Linked DNA regions of Sus scrofa: regions 1 and 2 are each linked to region 3. Evidence: chromatin contacts called from public promoter capture Hi-C data. All regions are on one chromosome and are shown on one strand. The core of a region is the stretch at or near the end of the contact, and the rest is flanking DNA. Distances in the headings are between cores, read along the strand shown. Region 1 holds the start of TRIM46 (tripartite motif-containing protein 46). Region 2 holds the start of ASH1L (histone-lysine N-methyltransferase ASH1L). Region 3 holds the start of RUSC1 (RUN and SH3 domain-containing protein 1).

The links. Promoter capture Hi-C pulls out the DNA fragments that hold promoters and counts their contacts.
Region 1: a contact with region 3 is called in a promoter capture Hi-C map of fetal liver, with 2.2 times the contacts expected there. The contact joins the promoter of TRIM46 here to the promoter of RUSC1 in region 3. A contact is called at or near these places in 1 of 5 promoter capture datasets (fetal liver), 1 of 47 Hi-C or Micro-C datasets (subcutaneous adipose tissue) and 1 of 2 datasets of contacts at active chromatin or transcription factors (alveolar macrophages).
Region 2: a contact with region 3 is called in a promoter capture Hi-C map of fetal liver, with 4 times the contacts expected there. The contact joins the promoter of ASH1L here to the promoter of RUSC1 in region 3. A contact is called at or near these places in 3 of 5 promoter capture datasets (fetal liver, fetal skeletal muscle and liver), 5 of 47 Hi-C or Micro-C datasets (embryonic fibroblasts, epiblast stem cells, heart right ventricle and 2 more) and 2 of 2 datasets of contacts at active chromatin or transcription factors (alveolar macrophages and skeletal muscle).

Annotation. Positions count from the first base shown.
Region 1 is chr4:94,641,250-94,644,415 of Sscrofa11.1, forward strand. TRIM46 (tripartite motif-containing protein 46) reads right to left here and starts at 1,507. Exons shown (of 11, transcript XM_003125718.5): 1 at 1,314-1,507. The coding sequence starts at 1,376. It overlaps KRTCAP2 (keratinocyte associated protein 2), which reads left to right and starts at 2,051. Exons shown (of 5, transcript NM_001190186.1): 1 at 2,051-2,132; 2 at 2,462-2,616; 3 at 2,759-2,822. The coding sequence starts at 2,126.
Region 2 is chr4:94,296,052-94,299,103 of Sscrofa11.1, forward strand. ASH1L (histone-lysine N-methyltransferase ASH1L) reads left to right here and starts at 1,481. Exons shown (of 28, transcript XM_021089697.1): 1 at 1,481-1,625; 2 at 2,088-2,227. The coding sequence starts at 1,496. It overlaps DAP3 (28S ribosomal protein S29, mitochondrial), which reads right to left and starts at 1,430. Exons shown (of 13, transcript XM_021089714.1): 1 at 1,017-1,430.
Region 3 is chr4:94,498,553-94,501,475 of Sscrofa11.1, forward strand. It overlaps RUSC1 (RUN and SH3 domain-containing protein 1), which reads right to left and starts at 1,441. Exons shown (of 12, transcript XM_013997003.2): 1 at 1,233-1,441; 2 at 1-549. The coding sequence starts at 463. FDPS (farnesyl diphosphate synthase) reads right to left here. Exons shown (of 10, transcript NM_001185131.1): 8 at 2,550-2,627; 9 at 2,316-2,450; 10 at 1,643-1,843. The coding sequence ends at 1,643.

The sequences.
Region 1 (3,166 bases), core at 257-2,756, 140 kb after region 3:
CCCACGGGATCTCAGGAATGGGCAAGACAAGTTACAAGGGATCGGACAAGCTGTGGATTTTCTCCAGCACCAGCCCTGGCCTGGTTCACAGGCCTTCCCGGCTCCCTGTCTCTAGCTTCTGTTTCCCTCCTGCAGAGCTACAGAACCTAAGGAGGAGGGATGGTCGAAGCTCGCGTCTACCCCAGCCTCAGGCCCCACATCCTTCACCGTCCCAGTCCCAGCCAGACCTGCAGCCCCTCTCACCTGGCCTTGGCCCCATCCCCCCCCATCCCTGGGCCGCCTGCCCCCGCCACTCCTCTCAAGGACACCGCCCATTCTGCAGCTCCGTGCGGACCCCCGCCCCCTTCTCTGACTCCCCCCCTCCTCCCCCCTCCCCCGCGTGACTCCTCCCTATAGCCAGGCTCTCTCCATCCTTCTGCTCACCCTGCCCGTCCTCCTGCCGCGGCTCCGGCCTGCAGCTGCCCTCGCTTCCATTCCCCATCACTAACCCATCCGGCTCCTTCTAACCCATTCCCTTTTGCCCCCCACGCTCCGGCCCTCCTGCTTCCTCCCCCGGCGCCACCTGGCCTGCCGCAACCCCCTCCCCTAGCAAGGGAAAAAAAATGAGCGCCCCGCCTCCTTGCCCCCTCCCCACCGGAAGTACCCCTCCCTTTTTTGGTTGCGGGGGGTCCTGAAGCTATGCCCCACCCCCACACCTCACCTTGGTCCCTCTCTTCGCAGCCATCCCGGTCAGGGGCGCAGCTGACACAAAGGAGGGAGGGACAGGGAGGGAGGGGGAAGGAAGTGGTGGGGGGGAGCAGGGTTGGCACCGCCCCTGGGAGAGCCGGGCACGGGTTGCCATGACAACCGCAGGCTCGGAGGCAGCCTTGAGTGGGGGTGCGGTGGGGTGGGGTCTCTGGGAGGGGTCCAAATTGGAACTACACCGCGGAGCGGCTCCTTGCTCTCCCCCCACCTGTCCTCAGTTTTCCTGGAAAATATCCAAGCTCACTCACGCCCCCTCCTCAGAGCATAGCCCGGTTGCCCTGCAGCCCCAGCCCCGGTGCACGGCTGGCGGCTAACCCGGGCCGCCCCCTGCGCCCGGGCAGCTCCAGGTTCCTTACATCCCAGCAGATGGACGCCTTCACGGCATTTACCACAGGGCTGCCCCCAGATTACCCTCACATGCCTGCAACCCGATCCCCCCAGTTCTTTCTGGCATCATCAGCCCGCTGTCTACATCCCAGCATTTGCAGGATCCCCACCTGTTCCAGGTTCCGGCCAGCCCGGGACCCCTATACTCCCCCTCCCCTTCCCTCGACCCCACCTTAACTCACACTGATGCGGACCAGTGCATCCATGATGGAAGTGAAGGTCTGCATATCCTCACCCTCAGCCATGGCCCTACCATGCCCGCCCGCCCCCGGGTGCCCGATCCCGGCTGCGGCTGCGAACCCCGGGCTTAATGCTGGAGCCCAGTGGGGATGTGGGGAGGGGTGGGTGAGATGTCACTGCGCATGCTCAAGGGACCATCCTCGAACAGCGCCGGTCGAGGTAGGAGGTGGGAAATAGTTTTCCCCACGTGGTTCTCAGGAGGCGGTGGTGGGTGGCGGTGGGTAACTTGGAATGGTATCTGAGGGGGGTGCCATTTCTTATGTTCGAATTCTTTATTGGCTCCTAATCTTGCTCAGAGAAAGCAAGAGGATAGTTTCAGAGAAAGATGGGCTTAAGGATGGAAGCACTTGATTTTGGTTTGGGCAGAGTCCACGAGGCAATGATCATGGGGGAGGGAGTTTTAAGGAACGGGCACTAGGGCTGACGTGAATGGCAAAGAAGACAGACGTGGGCTAGAGACTATGGTCCATGGGCCCAGTGACTTGAAGAGTTAAGTGCAGCGTGCACTGAGAGGCGGCAGATGCTCCGGGTGCGGAGAAGAGCGGGGGACCAGGGTGGTGGCCAAGGCTGCTTTTGCATGAACTATTTCCTCCCTTCCGGGAGAGGGCGCTGCACCCAGGCGCGGCGGGGGAGAAAGAGGAAGACGTTGGGGAGAAGCAAGTCTACGTTTGGGGCCGACGCATGCGCACAGCCAACCGTCCCCGGTTCGGCTCTCCTCTCGGATCGCGGCGCCAATTGGACCCCAGGGCAGGGCATGATGGGTAACGGGACCCGCGGGATCCCACCTGGACGGGCTAGTGGGGTCGGAGTTGGGCGGACCAGCTTTCCTCGTCCTCTTCCCGCAGAGCTGACGTGTCCTGGGTTCCAGGGGGGCGGGCATTTCCCCAGGGCGGGAGGGTTCGAGGCATCTGGGGCTGAGGAATGAATTCCTGGGGGGTCGCCGCGGGTTTTGGGAGTTGGGGAGAATGGCTGCAGTCCTGGGAGCGCTTGGAAGTGGTCGGGCCCTCGACTCCCGGACCTGCCGGATCTGCCTGCAGCTGCTGGAGGGAGGGCTGGGCCTAATCTCCGTCTCTTCTCTACCCCGCTGCAGTGGTGGGTACGGGCACCTCGCTGGCGCTCTCCTCTCTCCTGTCCCTGCTGCTCTTCGCTGGGATGCAGATGTACAGCCGCCAACTGGCCTCCACCGAGTGGCTCACCATCCAGGGCGGCCTACTTGGTTCCGGCCTTTTCGTCTTCTCTCTCACCGTATCCTCCCTGAGGTGGAGCAAACAGACGTGTTTGAGGGTGGGGAGGGTGGAGGGCCACAGGCTTGTACCCCTCCCGTTACCGACAGAGCTCTGCCCTCCTACTCCTGTGCACGTCCTACTCCTTCACTCTCTCAACCCAGGCCTTCAATAATCTGGAGAATCTTGTCTTTGGCAAAGGATTCCAAGCAAAGATCTTCCCGGAGAGTAAGTGGAAATTGAGGGTGGAATATTTGATCCCTCTCCTGTAACCTCCGCAAACACGGTACTGAATTTCCAGGTGCTTAGAATAGTAAAGGTGTTTTAGGAAAAGGCAATATGTGTATTAATACTGTCTGGAAGCAGCACCTTAGCTAGCTGCTGCTTTTGGATCCAGCACCTTAGCTAGCTGCTGGAATTGGAGCTAGAAGAGAAGGCTTCTGAAAGCAAGAAACCCAGTTACTTCCTGGCCATTTCCTGGGGAAGGTTGAGGGGAATAGCAGGTTTGGGTTTGTAATGAACACATCCAAGGAAAGATGTTCTTTGTTCCCAGCAGAAGGAGCAAGACCAAG
Region 2 (3,052 bases), core at 231-2,730, 200 kb before region 3:
TAGGAAAAGCAAAGATATGGATAGTGAGGTAATTAAAGGGGATTCCATCCTTCCCTTAAAAAAAAAAAAAAAAAACCCAGAGCAATTAAACAAAACCTGATCCATATACTTAAGTATGGAAAAGGGAACATTTAGGACTGTCTACTTAAACTTTAGAGCTTGAAATTAATCTAGTACAGTGATTTTGAAACTATTCCTAGATCCTTAAAAGTCCATAGATGTTAAGGAACGGAATATCCAAGCGGATCCCTCCCCCGATTTATTCTGTTTTACACTTTGGGTGAAACTAAAGATTATTTGAATAGAAAGCTTCAGAAATACCCGTACATTTTAATAGTTCATAGTTCTCCTTACTCAATCATCAAGAAAAAGTAAGTGTTCATTCACAGTTTTGAGAAACAAGTATCAGTAGCCACAGAAATCTGAAAGATTTCCTTTTGCATTTATTATAACGATTTGGAAGAATAGGACACAAACTACCAATTACACCCACAAACCTTATCAACATCCAGAGTACTGTAAACGATAACATTACACTTTGCACCTTCCCTGTGCCTAGAAGCTAATACTTCTTTATCTACATTATTTTATTTTATCACATACCAACCTTGAAGGCAGATTTGGAGTTAACTAATTTTTATGTTCAGTTTTTCATTTGTTGACAAGGAATTAAGAAAAATAACTTTCTGAAAGACACACAAGACGTGAGAGACCAAGTCCAGACCTTGAATTTGTAACGTATGGCATCTTTATCCTCTAACATCAGGCTGCCTAATGAGGTTGAAAATATATCATCTAGCCAAGAGGAATGCATAAAAGTGCACGAAACATCATCGCGTATAGACAGTGGCGTGAAATTCGAGCAATCTAAGATGGGTTTAAAATAGAATTTCAAAAAAGGAAGAAAGAAAAAGCCGACCACGCACCGGTTCTTCTTTAGGTTTCAGGACCGCAACACGGAGCCCGGAAGGAAGCCCCCTAGGAGGGTCGCCGGCCCAACTGGTTTCACTCCCTACCTCATGGAGGTTCCGAGTCCCACTCCTCTCCTTCATGAGTACAACCCCATGCAGGTCCATTCCCTCACCGAGAGTCGTGGATCCGCTTTCCTGATGCGGTGAACGACAGGCACAGTCAAGGGCTGGCTCCACAGCGCTTGTCCCGCAGCAGAGAAGCAAGCTCGGGTCGTTTGGCAGGAAGCTGCTCACCGCGCAGCCGCCGCGGCCTCCAACTACTTGTCAGCAGAGGGGCGCTAGGCCGCCCCCGAGCCGCTCACCGCGGCCAGGACGAGGTGGGGGGAGCGAGCCGTGTCGCCTTGGCGCCTCAGCCATCGAGGTAAATAGTCATAGGTGTCTACTGGCCACTGGGGTAATTCCAATCCTAACGGCAACTTCTGCCCGTTTCGTCTGTCCTTTTCTCCCCCGCTGCTGCAGCTAATGGGAATGGAACAGTCCCGCGGGGGGGATTGTGGGAGGCGCACGCGCGAGGGGTGGAGGGTATGTGGGGGGGGCGGAGGGGGAGGAGGCGGCGGCGGCGGCCGTGGCGGCGGTTGGTGGCAGTGGGGGCGGGGAAGGGGGGGAGGAGAGGAGAGGAGGTGGAGGAGGAGGCTTGGGCTCGCGCCGCTGAAGGTACGCGTGAGGGCCCGCGCCAAAGCTGGCTTGACAGGGGCCGAGGGGAAGTGGGGGACCGTGCGAGGAGGCTCCCCAGAGCGAGTGCGTACTGGCTGGCGGGCGCGCCAGGCGGCCGAAGGCGGTGGTTGGTGGGAGCAGCAAGCGACGAGCCCAGATACACTCTGGCGCGTGCGGGCGGGCGTGCGCGCTCTGCCGCCCGAGTCGAGTGAGGAGGGAGGACGAAGGGGGAAAACGCGAGGAGGGAGGAGTGGGAGGTGGGGGGGCACGAGGCGCCCTTCGCTCCCTCCCTCCCAAGGAGCTGCCGCCGCCGCCGCTCTGCCGCCGCCGCTCCCGCCGCCATTTTGGGTTCGCTTTGCGGAGGGGGAGACGATCCCCGTCTCGGTTGCGGGACCCGCCTCCCCTCAGTTTCCCCCGCTTAGCCCCACGCCTTTCCCCTCTCCTCTCTCGCATTTCCGCCAGTCCGCTCACCCGCTGGCCGCCTCCTGACAAGCGGGAGGGATCCGCTGTGGACCAAGGGAAGCGGAGGAGCCTGGTGGCGGCCGCCCCCTCTTCCCCACTTCCCTGCACTCTCATCTCTCTCGGCCTCGGCCTCTGACACGGTGAGTAGTACCGCCTGGGGAGGCCTTTGGGCCTAAGTACTCCCTCAGCGACTCAGTCCTTGGCTTCCTGGGAGCTACTGTCATCTCCCGGACCTGGACCTCCGGGAGAGCGGTGGTAAGGATGGGGGAGGGGAGAGTAGGGAAGGGGATCCTGAGCTTACCGGGAAGTCCCTCCTGGCGGAGGTGAAGGGGTGTCCCTGACAGGCGGGCTCCTGGCTTGGGGGAGGGGGCGGGAAAGTAAGCGAGTGGAGGCGGAGCCCGCTGTGCCCCTGACAGGTTAGTTTGTGTGTTGTGGAGGCACGATTGGAGCATCCCCCATAGGCCAGGTTGTTCCCGTTAAGGAATAAGAGTGTCAGGAGGGATGATCCTCTTTTGAGGGTAGTTTACCTGTATGTTCAGATCTGTGGTGTCCCTGACACGCTCAACTGGCTGTTGAAACTACAGGATGGTCTCCGTGTTATAAGTTTAATAGATGTTACTGGTTAGTTTGTGCATGGAAAGACATGTTTTTGGTCTAGGAGACAGATGGTCTGTTAGTGTATAGCGGCTGTGTTTGTGTGTGTATGCAAGAAAGGAAAGTGTTTCGGAAGAGTTTGCTTTTATTTGTACAAGTGTAATGTAGTTCCACTTATAAGTTAGCTTATTTTTAAATTAAAGTTTGGGATATTCCCTGCTGGTTGATATGTGTGTGTGTTTTAGGGTTTGAGAGTGCCTTATTGACTTGTTGGGAAAGAGAAGTCAAAGCAGTATTTTAGAAATGTAGCATGTAAGTGTGTGGTCAGGGATGGGAGAAACTTGTCATAACCAGTTATTCTTAAGAATAGT
Region 3 (2,923 bases), core at 191-2,690:
AAGCGCCTGTGCCGGCGGAGGCCAGTGGAGAGCCTTGCTCCAGGGGGACGATGCTGGGCTGAGGGTGGACATCCTCATTGCCAGGGAGCTCCCTGGAGTAGACTGAGATGGGGGACTCATCCGGGCTAAAATCTGAGCAGGAGCTGAGAGAGGAGGAGCAGCCTGGGTCCGAGGGAGAGGCAGCCCCCTCTTCTTCCTGTGCTGGGACCTGCCGGTTTTCTAGGCCTGGCCCGTGCTCCTGGCAGCATCGGCAGGGCACGGCTGGGCTGTTGGAATTGGCGTCCACCAGGGTCCCGCTGCAAGGCCCTCGGCTCTCCTTACCCCCGGTGTCCCCTGGGGGAGGGGATGTGCTCAAGGGCCCCTCTCGTAGCTCCGGACGGCGGGACAAGTGCAGGCCCAGAGAGACATGCTGGAGGTGGATGTGGTTGAGGTTGCAGAGTAAAGCCCTCTGAGGGGACAGCATGGTGCCGGCGGCGACGGGGTAGCCTCTAGAGAATGAGGAGGCTCAGGCCTCTCACATCCACCTACCTGGCAACAGCAGACGCAGACCTAGAAGACAGGGATGGTGAAACCAGCAGTGAGGGTGCGGGCCGCAGGAAGGACGCTGAGGTGACTGATGGCTGGAGCAGGCCTGGAAAGGCGCCTTAAACAATATTTAGATGAGATGCAAACAGACATCAACTGGCCATTAGCATCCGCTGCAGTGTTTGCAGGTGGAGTCGACTGTAACCTCCTGGGAATGGGGCGGGACGGGTTAGAGAATGCGGCTGCGTTCTCAGTCTCCTTGGAGGTGCAGGGGCTTGTAAAAGGATGGGGCCAGGCTGAGAATGGCCCCGGGATCCACTCTACTGCAATCTGGCCCTGCCCCCAGAATGCCCCTCACTCCCAGAAGGGGCCGAGAGGCCCCGCCCAGATGCTCTGAAATGAGAGGGGGAGGCGCGTCTGGCTGGTTAATGCAGGAAAGGGGCGGGCGTGGGGGGAAGGACGAAGCAGCCATCAGCATGTCAACGCAGCCTGGCAGGTCGGCCCGCATAGAACCCGGGCTCCAGCCCACAGCAGCTGTGCACCTTCATCCAGCTCCGAGAACCTGCATGTCTTTCCATTCTCTCTGCAGTTGTCTCCATCGTCCAGCTACCACCCCGCCCCTTGTCTATTCATTTTTCACTGCTCCCCCTCTCCTGCCCCACCCCACGTGCCCTATCCCTCCAGCCACACCCAAAGGCCATCCTCACCAGGGTCCTCCTGCAACCGCTCCGCAGCGGCGTCGGGGATCCTCTGTGGCTCCCACGGACCCCGCCCAGCCCACACAGACTGGAGGGGAGGGGCGCTGGCACAACCGGCCAGCGCTGCGCAGCCGCGCCCCTTCACGCATGGGCGGGGCGTGACCGAGACCCAGCCCCCAGCGCTTGACGTCTTGCCCGGCACCCACCCAGGCCCAGGTCGACTGCTTTTGAGGGCTTTGAGCATTCGATCCCGGGCAGATCCTAAAGCCAAAGCCCACAGTCCCGGTTTCCACGCAGCTACCCTCCACCCTGCCTATTCTGGACACAGCTGCGCCCCTGGCTGGCAAAAAAACAGGAACGGAACCGGAGGTTAGATAGTAATTTATTGAGAGCCCCCCCTCCCACCTTCAGTCTCTGGGCTACTTTCTTCTCTTGTAGATCTTGTGTGCCAGCTCCAGGAAGATGGCCGGGGGCAGGGGCGCAGCATACTGCTCGATGAGACCCATCAGGTGGCTGTAACTGTCTTCCTCGTACTGCAGGAACACTGCCTGCAGATTCATCTCCTCATACAGCGCCTTCACCCGGGCCACCTTCTCAGCATCCTTCTGCCCATAGTTCTCCTGGAGCGTTGGAGGCAGGAAAGTGGGCCTGTTAGCCTTCCCTCAACACCTCCAGGTCCCCTCCACTCCCCTCATCTGGATATTCCAGAACATCTTCAATGCCATTCCCACCATCGCTGTCTCCAATTTCAAGTGTCTCCGAGTATCTAGGATCGTGAACTTCTCCCTCCCCGCCCCAAATGCTAGGAGACTGGTTCAGCCCTCAGCTTCCTCTATCCCTGGATTTCTCAACCCTTGGCACTACTGAAATTTTTTGGCCAGATAACTTGGTGTGGGAAGCTGCACGTTTGGCAGCTCCGCTGGGTTGCTAACCACTAGAGAGATGTGTGGCACATGCACACACCGAGTTATAACAAGATGTCTCTTGACATTGCCCAACACCCCCTGTGGTGCAAAATCACCCCTACTGCAGAACCACTAGCTCAATCCCCCTTTTCGGCAGCTCAGGGATCCACAGCCCGCTCTGGGGCACCTGCAGGATTTGGCGCTGCTCCGGAGAGGCCCGCTGCAGACACTGAACCACCAGCCAGCTGCACTTGTTGTCCTGGATGTCTGTGCCGATCTTGCCTGTCACGCTGGGGTCCCCAAAGAGGTCGAGGTAATCGTCCTGGGGTGGGTGGGGAGACGACAAAGGAGGAATGAAGAGGCGCCGAGACAAGAAGAAAAGTCGGAGCCTGTTCGCTGCTGGCGCCTCACGCCTTCCTACCTGAATCTGAAAGAACTCTCCCATCTCCATCAGGATCTTCTTGGCATTGGCGTGCTCCTTCTCCCCGTCAATGCCTGCCTGAGGTGAAAAGGGAATTGACAAGCCACACCCCAGAGGTGCCTTCATCTTCCTGGCTGCTTCCTTCCACAAGCTCGTGCTCCCGTGCAGCCCCTAATCTTCTCTCTCCTTTCAGACATCCCTGATCCACGGTCCAGCCTCTAGCCCACTTATGTTAGCTAAGCCTTCCTGCGAGTCATAGCAGAGAGGACCCCATCCTGGAGGCCCTCAGTCCTCGAGTCACTCAGATCCCTCTTCCTAATCTTTCTGCCACTTCTGACTTCCTTCAGGAGGAAAAGGAAACTTGGAGAAGCAAG